Regions from separate parts of the Mus musculus genome. Here all the other regions are linked to region 3. The links are chromatin contacts, called in public Hi-C and HiChIP or PLAC-seq maps. All regions are on one chromosome and are shown on one strand. The core of a region is the stretch at or near the end of the contact, and the rest is flanking DNA. Distances in the headings are between cores, read along the strand shown. Region 1 has its middle 48 kb from the start of Tmem106b. Region 2 has its middle 17 kb from the start of Tmem106b. Region 3 has its middle 65 kb from the start of Thsd7a. Region 4 holds the start of Tmem106b (transmembrane protein 106B).

What was found. Hi-C and Micro-C count contacts between places; a contact is called where the count stands out from the background. HiChIP or PLAC-seq counts read pairs in DNA pulled down with a chosen protein or histone mark.
Region 1: a contact with region 3 is called in a Hi-C map of the N1E-115 cell line, with 4 times the contacts expected there. The contact joins two enhancer-like sites. A contact is called at or near these places in 1 of 15 datasets of contacts at CTCF or cohesin (the NIH/3T3 cell line) and 5 of 484 Hi-C or Micro-C datasets (3T3-L1-derived adipocytes, the HPC-7 cell line, the N1E-115 cell line and 1 more).
Region 2: a contact with region 3 is called in a FOXA1 HiChIP or PLAC-seq map of pancreatic cancer cells. The contact joins two enhancer-like sites. A contact is called at or near these places in 1 of 15 datasets of contacts at CTCF or cohesin (the NIH/3T3 cell line) and 2 of 115 datasets of contacts at active chromatin or transcription factors (embryonic stem cells and pancreatic cancer cells).
Region 4: a contact with region 3 is called in a FOXA1 HiChIP or PLAC-seq map of pancreatic cancer cells. The contact joins the promoter of Tmem106b here to the enhancer-like site in region 3. A contact is called at or near these places in 2 of 39 promoter capture datasets (the 3T3-L1 cell line and 3T3-L1-derived adipocytes), 2 of 484 Hi-C or Micro-C datasets (the AtT-20 cell line and embryonic fibroblasts) and 3 of 115 datasets of contacts at active chromatin or transcription factors (bone marrow-derived macrophages, embryonic stem cells and pancreatic cancer cells).

The regions. Positions count from the first base shown.
Region 1 is chr6:13,020,291-13,023,014 of GRCm38.p6, reverse strand. No RefSeq gene overlaps it. Among named protein-coding and RNA genes, the nearest start is that of Tmem106b, 48 kb to the left of the region's middle. Within about 2 kb of position 1,329, at least 26 of the 459 cell types and tissues checked have an H3K27ac peak or open chromatin away from gene starts, as enhancers often do. A contact at or near this core is called in the N1E-115 cell line and the NIH/3T3 cell line, where this site is marked.
Region 2 is chr6:13,051,088-13,053,787 of GRCm38.p6, reverse strand. No RefSeq gene overlaps it. Among named protein-coding and RNA genes, the nearest start is that of Tmem106b, 17 kb to the left of the region's middle. Within about 2 kb of position 1,262, at least 58 of the 459 cell types and tissues checked have an H3K27ac peak or open chromatin away from gene starts, as enhancers often do. A contact at or near this core is called in the NIH/3T3 cell line and pancreatic cancer cells, where this site is marked.
Region 3 is chr6:12,812,541-12,815,339 of GRCm38.p6, reverse strand. No RefSeq gene overlaps it. Among named protein-coding and RNA genes, the nearest start is that of Thsd7a, 65 kb to the right of the region's middle. Within about 2 kb of position 1,314, at least 48 of the 459 cell types and tissues checked have an H3K27ac peak or open chromatin away from gene starts, as enhancers often do. A contact at or near this core is called in the N1E-115 cell line, the NIH/3T3 cell line, embryonic fibroblasts and 2 more, where this site is marked.
Region 4 is chr6:13,068,316-13,071,015 of GRCm38.p6, reverse strand. It overlaps Tmem106b (transmembrane protein 106B), which reads right to left and starts at 1,257. Exons shown (of 9, transcript NM_027992.3): 1 at 1,056-1,257; 2 at 602-708.

The DNA.
Region 1 (2,724 bases), core at 80-2,579, 210 kb before region 3:
GTTGTGGGTTTTCCCATTCCACTGTGATCTGACCATCTTCTCTCTACAGGCCATGACCCTCAAACTGCCATCTTTTCCCACCCTGATGCTCCACAACTTCCAGACTGTGAGTTAGAATAAGTCTCTGCTCCCTCATGCCCTTTTTGTCAGGTCTCCATTTTACCACAGCAGCGAGGAAACTGCCGAACCCCTGGGAGTATGGAACTCGAGATCCTGACAGAAAGGACAATTGGAATGTTTGTCAGTAGTCCTGATGCTGATGCTAATCTTTTTTTAGATTTTCTTTATATTTTAAATAAAGGAGGCTACTTCCAATAGCATATATATTTAAACTATCTATACAATTATTTCTTTTTCTACCTTATGTATTGTAATTGTTTTTGGGAAGGTAGAACCCCAATTTGTACAATTATTTTGAACCACTCACCCACTAGAACCCATGTCATTTGAGCACATGAAGATATATATTTCAGACTATCTTCAAAATATACCTTCTCAGGGTTTGGCAAGATGGCTCAGCAGGGAAGAGTACTAGTTGTCATTTCAGAGGACCCAGGTTCCAGTCCCAGCACCAATATGGCAACTCACAGTGGTTTGTAACTCCAGTCCAAGAGGCTATGATTCCCTCTTCTGGTCTCTGAAAGCACTGCACATGTGCAGTGTGTAGACTTACATGTAGACAAAACATCCATACACATAAAATGAAACAAAATATTAAAAATTAAATTTGTATTTACCTTTAAAACATTAATTTTCAAGTTAAAATTAATAACAATTTTAGAATTTCCAATTGTTTAATACCAGGTCTTGAGCACTAAAAAGGTGAAGACTAAATATCATATTTACTTTTGTTACCAATTTTTGTCTTAATTATTAAATATCTACAGTACTAATGATATATGATTGAAAACAATAAAAATAAGTTAGTCTCATGCAGAAAAGTTCCAGCCTAATGTTGATCTAATTCCATGTCTTAGCTTTACAGTCAGTATGTAGAACATTAGTATAAAAGCTGAGGCTCAACTCATGGCACAATGTGTTTCTTAGTGCAAGTAGCTATCATTTCAGGTCCAGTAAGCAAACAGAGACCAGTCATTCATTCCATGCAGCTTGTGATGAGCTGCCATAGAGACCACTCATTCATTCCATGCAGCTTGTGATGAGCTGCCAATGGAAAGAAATGTCTCCCCTTGTTCAACAAGCTTCATTTCAAACCAGTGACTTGAAGGTGAAAGGTTGTGGATTTTGTTATCAATCATCTGAGCTACACACTTGTCTGGCAGCAGAGCACTGACTCAGACAGGAAGAGGCAGGGAGAGTGACGGGATTCAAATCATTAGTGCATCATCCCACTCTACTTCAGAAATACCACATACTGCAGATGATATAATCACTATGGAAAATAATCTCCCTTTTATTCTAACATGTGGAATGACACAGGGAAAATGCACCGAATGGGGTTTTCTGCAAATGGCTGTGCATTTGGTAAAAAAATGTTCATCTGCTGTTTTTAGGTCTTCCTCCTCCTCTGTGACTGTCAAACAATGGCAGCATGATGGATTGCGTCACCCAGAGCAGATCCCCTGTGAACAGGCGCTGGCCTCTGTTTAATAGCATTACAGGCCTGACATTACACTCCCCGTTAAAATGCTTGGAGAATAAGTTATTTTACTTTCTGACCACATGCTCACTCTTTGTTTTTTAAGCAAGAAATATATGTTTGGAAACTTAAAAATAATGATTGTGGAGATTAACTGGCAGAAAATTCAAGAACTTCGGTGAGAACCCTCTCTTGTTTAATGAGGACAATTCATTTAAAACTTTTCTTCATGACAGAAAAAGGTGAAGGCAGAATAGGGCCAGATGCCAGGTGGCATTAAATATTTAATAAAACCTAGCAATGCACTCCGGTATCTCTGAAAACCTGAATTTTAATAAGTATTGTGTTGGGAATGTCTTTTCTAGAAAGATTCCAAAATAACGGGTTTCAACTATGAATGTAGGTAAGTTGCTTTCTTTGTGACTTGTTTCACCTCAGATGTGAACACAAAGGGACCTGGGTTATGCAGCTTATGTGACAGTGCAGGACAGGCTTAGAAATGGCTAAAATAATAACCGTTAGAATGTGGAGAGTTTATTTTACTTATAGAAGTACCAGAGCTAGTAATAAACTTTGTAAGAGTACAAAACCAAGAGGGAGAGCACACACTTAGAATCCCAGCACTCAGGAGGCTCTGCAGGATAAAATCACAGCCTGGGCAGTGTAGTCAGACATTCTTAGAAAATCAGGCAAGCAGAGAGGAGAGCAAAAATCCACAAAAACAAGCAAAAAAAAATATTTTAGTGCTATGAAGATATTATATTTCCAAAGCATTGGGTCTAAATGAAAGTATAGTCAATGAAAGAATAAAAACACATGTGTTTTAGATTTATTTTCATTCTCTGTCTCTGTCTCTCCTTCTCCCTTTCCCACTCCCCCCCGTCCCCTTCTTTCTGTGTTTTCAGGGCACCTGATACACTCTTTTACACTCCAGAAACACTCACACTTACATGTGCACACACATACTGAAACTGGAGTTAATGACAGTGGCTAGCTGCCCTCTGTTGTGCTGCAAAAGAAACTGTGGTCTTGTACAGCTGTAGTAAGAACTCTTCTCTGCTGATCCATTTCTCCAGTTCTCAGAAATAGTAGATATTTTGTTTTCATTTACAGATGTAGAAACT
Region 2 (2,700 bases), core at 13-2,512, 240 kb before region 3:
ATATGTAACACAGGTTGGCCTCTACTTTATTATCCTCATAACACAGGTCTCAAGTGCTAAGATTACTGGCATAAAAACCATACCTAATATACTGAGTTTGAAATAAATATTAATATTACATACTTTAAACCTGAAAGAAATGACCTTTTTGAAAAGTAAATTAAGGTAAAGAGATGAGTAATGAGAAGAGTTGATGGTGGTGATGTTTAAATAGATGCATTTTTCTTGTATACCTGATCTGATGATAATTATGAAGAACCACATAATCCAATATATGTAGTTAATATCATGAAAATTAGTGTGTAGATCTTCTTTTATGATTATCCACTTTCTAAACCGCTTTTAAGCTCTGCTAGAGCAAGGGTACTGAGGGAAAACAGGCATTTCTATAACATACAGAATTTAGGAACAGAAAATAAGTTCACACTGATTACAGAGAACAGATAGAGTTTGTAGTAGTTTTAAATCTGGTATGGATGATAAAGCAACATGCCATGCAAATCTTAGTCTGAAAAAGGACTTAGAAGATCCTGCAGAATACAGGAGTAGAGGGATGAGATTCCTGTTGCACAGAGTTGCAGGGATAGTGCCACAGAAGTGTGCCTTTCTGGACAGCTGATGAAATTTACTGCAGCTTTCCCCCTGGGATCTTACCCTGGGTTATAGGCCAGAGTGCTCACTAGGAAGGGTATGTATGCATCAGGGTCCTCATGCCTTGGACAAGGAAAGCACACAGCTGGCAACGCTAGCAATGACCAGATCTAGTATTCTGCTCTTCTCAGTGTACTGTTCTTGGCACTGCAGTTCATTTCTGTTCCATTTTAGGCTTGGAATGTGCTCATTATCTTCCGACTGTGCTCTCCCCCACTTCTTTTACTGATTAATCATCTTTCCTAGCTAATGTCATGGACCCAATAGGTCACCAGTTCTTTATTTTATTATTGAATTAATTGCCTACTTGGAAGTGCATTTTTCTACATTTCTATGGCTTTTTTTTGAATTTTTTGTTTAATATAATTATTCCTGTGATATCAGCTGACTCATTTCTACTGACATATTTTGTAGAACTCATGGAGTACTTGGCAGAACTACTTTGAGTCACAAATACTAAAGTAAACAATACATAGAGAACATTTAACAGACTTTGGCACCAGCCAAGCAAGCAAACCAAGAGATGTAATCTCTTTCTAGAGTGGACTACCCAATGACTAATGGAAAATTACAGAGATCACTTCTAGCTTTGACATTCCAACAAGGTGAGACTTTCACAAGAGATCAGGCATTAGTATGTAATAAATAACTAGAGCATGCAGGCAGAAAAACAAGCCTTGGATAAACAACGTGTGTCAGGAAGGTTCTACCTATTTCGTCATTTCTATTTCTATTTCCAGAATTTGGCTGGAAGAACCATTCAAAGTACATTCTGTAAAGACATCTTGGAGGGGTATTGTTGTTCTTTTTGTTTTTGTTTTTGTTTCGTTTTTGGTCAGGAATCTATGAGAACTATAGCAGTAAGTTTCCTGATTCCGTTTCATGAGGAAGCTTCTTCTTGAAGTAGATGGTAATTAACGCAGAGTTGCAGCTAGACATTGTACAGTGAGAGACTTTGGAGTGCTCAGCCCTAAATGGGATGTCCTATAAAACCCCTCCCTTCGAGGCTCAGGGCTTTATGTGGAACAGGAGACAGAAGGAGCCAAAGAACCAAAAGTGATGGGTGACTCCAATCCAACATGGCCAAAGCACATATGGATGAATTCAGAGAGACTGTGACATAGCATGCATCAGCTCTGCACAGGTTCAAACCAGACAAAATCCCATAGAGTAGTGAGCACGAAGTTGTACCTTAGCCACAAAGCTATTTACAATTGATACCAGCTGGAAAAGGAAACAGAAGCTTCTTTGGTGGAATTGGACAAAGTACACCCCCCCACACTCCAGGGCAGGCCTTTCCATGATCCTAACTCAAGTCCTCGTTCATTCAAATCCAGAGTTAACTTGAGTTTCTATTCAATATTTTATGGTCTAGAGACAGTTCTGGGAAAAATACATACTAAATTTCAAAAAATAATATACAACTCCCTTTTTATTATTCTCATCCTTAAACACCTTTGTTTACAGGAGAAAGCAGAATTGGACAGGGAATTCAAGACTATCCAATAGGTAGTTAGAATCTAAAGAAATATTTTAAGCATAATTTGGAATAAAATTTGCTATTATAAGTATTTAGCTTTCATTGTTTCATGCCAATCAGTGGGTGGAGCTTAAGAATTAATCCAAAGTGTTTCCATTTGTTCACTTATCAAATGGTATTGAGCATTATCTCTGTGTTAAGGGCTGCTCTAGACTAAAGGAAAATAAACATAAGCAGGGGTGGGTCTTGACTCCACTCAGCTTACACATCTGGGAATGCAGGCAAACTGGTTAAAACAGAGGACTGCCCTAAAAATGTCAAACAGTAGCAAGCTCAACAGAACAATGAGAGTCAGGGCAAAAAATAAAAGAAAGATGAGTACATTATTAATTTATGTGAATTCTTGTGAGGTTCTTCACTGGTACTTCAGTAGAGAGCTGATGAAACAGAGGAGCCTGACACGTGCTTCTTTGGAAAAGAACATCAAACAGAGGCATAGTAATGCTTCAGAGGTGGAGAATCAACATATCCTCAACCTGGAACTTAGGAAGAGCCCTGTGGATTTGAAG
Region 3 (2,799 bases), core at 65-2,564:
CATTTCTTTTAATTATTCTAAAACTTCAGCTTCCAAAGTGTCTGTGCACTGGATCTTCCAGATCAGGGCCTTAATGCCCTTGTTCTGCTGATACTGTATTGTCACGTGATTTCATGGTGATGACTTTCTTATTGTCTGTGAGGTAAGAACTGTGCGGATTCCGTGTTTCCCAGGAAGCACACCCATCAGCACCCTCCCTCTCCAGTTTCAGCCTAGTATTGTGAAGCTAAATCTCAGCAATGCAGAGACCAACTTAATCTTCACAGCTCACAGTCATACTTCAGGCTTAGGTAACCTTTTCCTCATTTAGAAGAGAGATGCACACCTCTCCAGCTAAACTCGTATTTCTTATCTTTCATTCCCAGTCCTGGTGTGGTCCTTTTGTAAAGGTTGCCGGCCATGGTGATGTGCATGCAGAATTAAATCTCTAGTTTAATTCTACCAGAATTATTCAGTCATCTGGTTCAGCTTTTTCTTGGGAAAAATGAGAAATGTTTTGCTTTTTTAATCACAATGTCTGATTCAAAATATAACAATATGGAAAATATACATATACATACTTCCCAATCTTTCTTTTTATACTTCATTGGATACTTTTGTAATGCAGTGATAGCACAGGGGAATGCACAGCTACTTACTCTTCCACATTATGTCCGTGCTACTACTCTAAGACTTCATGAATTATTTAGGGTAAATAATGTTTGGTAATTTCTGTTCTTTTTATTTCCAAACTTTGGATTTTCTTAAATTTTTTGGATATGGAACTATTCAAGGCTGCATTACTTTTCTTTTTGTATGTATTTTCTCATTGGTAGATCATATCAACTTGCATAGTTTCAAAGCTTTGTTCTTTTTGATAAATTCTAATCCTCTATGTTAGCCACGATATCTTTCATAGCTTTAGTTGTACCACTTTTAGAACTTCTTAGATCAGCATTTAAATGTTTGTTTTGCATTGCTAACTTCAGTAATATTGTAGGACCCCAAGAAGGAGCCCCCCCCCACTCAAGTCTCGAGGCGCAGGGTTATCCAAAGAAACACGAGAGACCTCCTTGTTGCAAAAGCACGAGGTAGCTTTAATGGCGGAGCTCCGGGTTAATACATATCTCACGCAGAAGACAGAGGAATTGCCCCTGAGACTCAAAAACTCGGGGTTTTTATAGGGTAGGGATTACAGGCTAGGAAGAATTGGCATGGTTACATACGATTGGCCCATTCAAACATCAGCAACATGATTATGAGTCAGCAGAATAGTACGTGCAGGCCTGGGCGTATAAGGATTCTAAAGTCAGGGGCTTATCTGAGTTGACAATGCATCTGGTTAATGTTTCAGCTTTTAACTATGCTCTCTATAAAAAGGGGTGGGGGGTGAGCAGGAGGTGCTGGGCTGCCAGATGGTCAATGAGTCAGCCAAAATAGTCAGAACCAGTTCCTGCATTCCTTCCCTTATCTTTACAACTGGGTAACCTAGCTTCAAGATGGACTCGGGCATGCCTGGGCTATTTGACATACATTACATGAATCACAGGTCTCAAGTTTTATTTCCTTTCGATATGTGTTGTGTCCGGCCAGCAGATCACAGCCTGGGTTCTGGCATAGAAAGGCATTTTGGAAACCTGGAAGAGAAGAGGGGCTAGGAGGTGAGAGAAAGAAATGCAGCTAAGACAGGCATTCTGATCAAAGCTCAATTTTACTGTTCCACACACAGTTATGAAGCAGGGGAAGGGGCCCGATTCCCGCCAATTAATCTTGGGGTCCAATAGCAGGGTGACTACGTGCATTGCTCCGAACAGCAAAGAGGCAGGTTCCAGCAGTGGGCATACTTGATTTTGGTTCTCTTCTTTTTTTTTTTTTTCCCATGTGTGTAAGTATATGTGAGTATGTGTGTAAAGTTTATGTGTACATGTATATGCATGAAGGCCAGAGGAATGAGTGGACTGTCCTACTTTTTACTTTCTACCTTATTTCTTAGGGGCCTGGAACTATTTTGCTGGAGGCTCAGCTCATAAGCAACAATCCCTGATGAGCCTTCTGTCTCTATGTCACTCAATGCTGGGTTACATGGTTGCATAGCTACATACATGCACTGAACCAGTCATTACAAGAATGTTGGGATGAAACTCCTGATCCTCATGGTTATGCAACAAACATTCTTACCTATCAAGCAGTCTTTTTAGTTCTTGTTTCCTTTTGCTGCTGTTTAAATAATTATTTATTTATTTTTGAGTACACTTAGATATACAAGAAAAGGGCAATGGATCCTATTACAGATGATCGTGAGTTGCTGGGAATTAAACTCAGAACCTCTGGAAGAACAGTCAGTGCTCTTAACTGCTGAACTATCTCTCCAGCCCATTTCTGTTTTTCTTATCCTTGTTGACTTCAATGACTTTTCTGAATTGCCATTTCCAAGGTGCACTGATCTGCTTTCATTGATAATGTCATAATTTCTTTAATACTTAATCTTCAGACAAACCCCAAAGCCCTTCTGATTGTTTTAACGAAATATATCAAATGCACTTTTATTTTTCTAGTATACAAGTTTCCAGACTTACTATGGCATGACTAATAGATTTATCACTTGACTATGGTATAAAAAATGTCATGCACTCAGTTGAAATCATATTTTGAATTTTGGTCATATTCCTGGTCAAGAATATGTAATATGATTCTCTTGTGCAATGTAGGACAGAAAAACCAGCCACAGTGGCCAGCTCTCAGTCATTTCTACTTTGATGAGGTTATAAAATGATAAAGTGTGCATTGTGTTGCTGAGCTGTGATATCCAGCAGGGTAGGT
Region 4 (2,700 bases), core at 8-2,507, 260 kb before region 3:
ATCTGCTTTTCAAAATCTGAATGCTACTTGTTGAATTCACTCACTGTGTAGACAGCAATATTAAATTTAAAAACTTGAGTCATATAGAAAAGGAGTAAAAAAAAATGAATAAATATACTTTCAGAAGTTCTGTGTACACACTGTGTACCATAGCTCAGAAATATCAGTGATTGTGACTTACACACACACAGTATCTTACTGTGGCTCAATGACAGCGAGTCAGAGCCAAGCCAACACTTGGCAGCCACAGGTGCACAGGGGTGAATTGTAATCAGTACCGGCTCCTTACACTGTGACCTTGGAAGCTTTGGAGTACACAGGGTGGTTTAGAATCAGCTGACACTAGACAACACGTGGTGTCATCACAGGGGTGAAAACTGTGTCCCACAAATGGGAGCCTTTATGGCAAAAGGCTAGGGACAGCTAAGTGGTTCTGGTCTCCGCTGGCTGCCTTACTCAGACCCACAGTAACCTTGACATATTCTGCTGAAGGTGGGTTTGGGTACACACCAGATTAAGCAGTCACTTGAATCCTAGCCTTCTTGCTTAGCTTTTCTTGAGGCTATTGACAAGTGTAACCCCTGTCATTTTGGAAACTTACTTGAGGTTTTTAAAGGGAGTGGTAGATCCCCTTCGTCTCCTCCCCGGGCTCTCAATGTTTATACCGCGGTCTTGTGAACTCAACACGGTTCTCAGATGCTCTAGAAACTGGGAAAAAGATAAATTCAGCAGCGCATGCAACTGAGATGTGTCACCTGTTTGTGTGCAGACCTGGGGTTAGTTCTGAGGGGCTCAAGGGAGACGGAAACGAGCGCTTTTCAAAGGGCATCACAGGCAAACAAACCCCCGGAAGAAATCAACATCCGAGTCACCTTGCAACTACAACTGTCAAGCCCCAGAGCTACTCGGCCGCTCAGATCAAGGGCCCTGGCGCCGCCCGAGCCACCCCGGGAGCGAAGCCAAGGCCCCCGCGGTGACAACCCCGCACCCGGCTCGCCGCGGCCTCCCTCACCGCTCGGGCAGGGGACGTGGGCCCCACGGCCCGGGTCGCTCACCCGCACGCGGAGTGCTGCGCGGTCCCGGGATGCTCCGGTGCGTGCGGGCCGCAGGACAGGGTCACAGCGTCCCGGTCCCGGGGCCGGGCCGAGCGCCGGTAGAGTGCAGCCGGGAGAGCTGCGGGGGAGGGGTAGCACAACAACTGCATCAGCTGAGCTCCGTACCGGGAGAGCCTGCGCGTGCGCTTGCGCAGTTCGCCCCAGGAAGGAGGGGCTAGGCCCTGGAATGGACACTACGCATGCGCACTGTCACCGGTTTGAAGGGAAGTTGCCAGGGTGAAAGCTTCTGGTTTTGTCACCTGTCTCTTCTCTAGACTGGAAAGTTTCAAAATAGTACTAATTGCGCCTGGCTTACGAATAATCGGTTTTCCCTTTTCCCCTCCACCAGGCTGATTCCTTTTGTAAAGGGGAGGAATGTGCACCGTCGCAATTTTGAGCGATCGTGTTCTCAAGTCTAGATTTGCAGACACAAAACTTCCTTCCTGGGGTTAGAATGAGCCGGTTGGTGCACATTTCTGGCAGAGTTGCAGGCCAGAATTTTGTTATTGAGTTTTCATTTAGAAATTAATGTCACCGGGAAGACGCACCCCCGCCCCCGCCTTGGTTTAATCTTGTTTTGATTTTGTACTTAAATTCACATTATTCAGTGCATGCAATAAGAGTTGTACCCCAAAGCTCATGACCAAGTGAGTTGTTAAAGGAGTGTCCCAATCCATGCACCTCATTGTCCAGTCATAATTTACAGTGAGTTGAGGCTACAGTGGCTCATTTTAGTGGCTCGCCAGTGTTATAGTCAAAGGTTGTTATGACCTCTTTTCTGTCTTCCTGATAATCAAGATGTATTAAGTGGCTCATAAGATTCCTGGATGGGATTATAATAAGATAAAATTGAAAGCAAGAACAGATGCGGTTGCTAAAGGAGTTTAATAGCTTCCCTATAAATGGGGTTTCTGGTGAAATTCCTAGAAAATTAACAGAGTTATAACTGGGAAGTAAGCATCTCTTAATTGTGTTTTTTTTTTTTTTTCTTTTTCTTTTTTTTTTTTTTTTTTTTCCTTCTCTACTGGAAAAAAGCAACTGCACTGGGCGAGGAGCTCCCAATTTTGTCCCGCTCTTCTAAACTGCCTTGTATGTATTTGGAAAGTATTTTGATTTATGACCATCTTCTATGTATATAAAAGTTTCATGAAATTGTTATCACATTGGGACATTGGTATTTGGAATAGCCCAAGTCTTTGTTTTCAGGTCATGGTTCCTCATATTGGCTTTAGAATAAACTCTTTGTCCTTTTGAGGTGAGAGCTGTGTATTTTCCATCTACATAAGCAGGATGTTTTAAGACTATTTAAAACATTCACCTCCTTAGGTCCGGCAATTTCACTCTGTGAGATTCATCCTAAATTATAATGAGAATTCTAAAGTAAAGTTGTGTGCAGTGTGTAACCAGTTTCTTAGGATTTCAATAGAGTTAACAATAGCTTCGAAGTAGACCATGGCAACTCTTATAAAGAATACATTTATTTGGGGTTGGCTTACAGTTTCAGAGGTTTAGCCCGTTATGCTCCTGGCAGGAAACATGGCAGCAACCAGGCAGACATGATACTGGAGGAGCTTAGAGTTCGACATCAGAGACAGCAGGGAAGTGA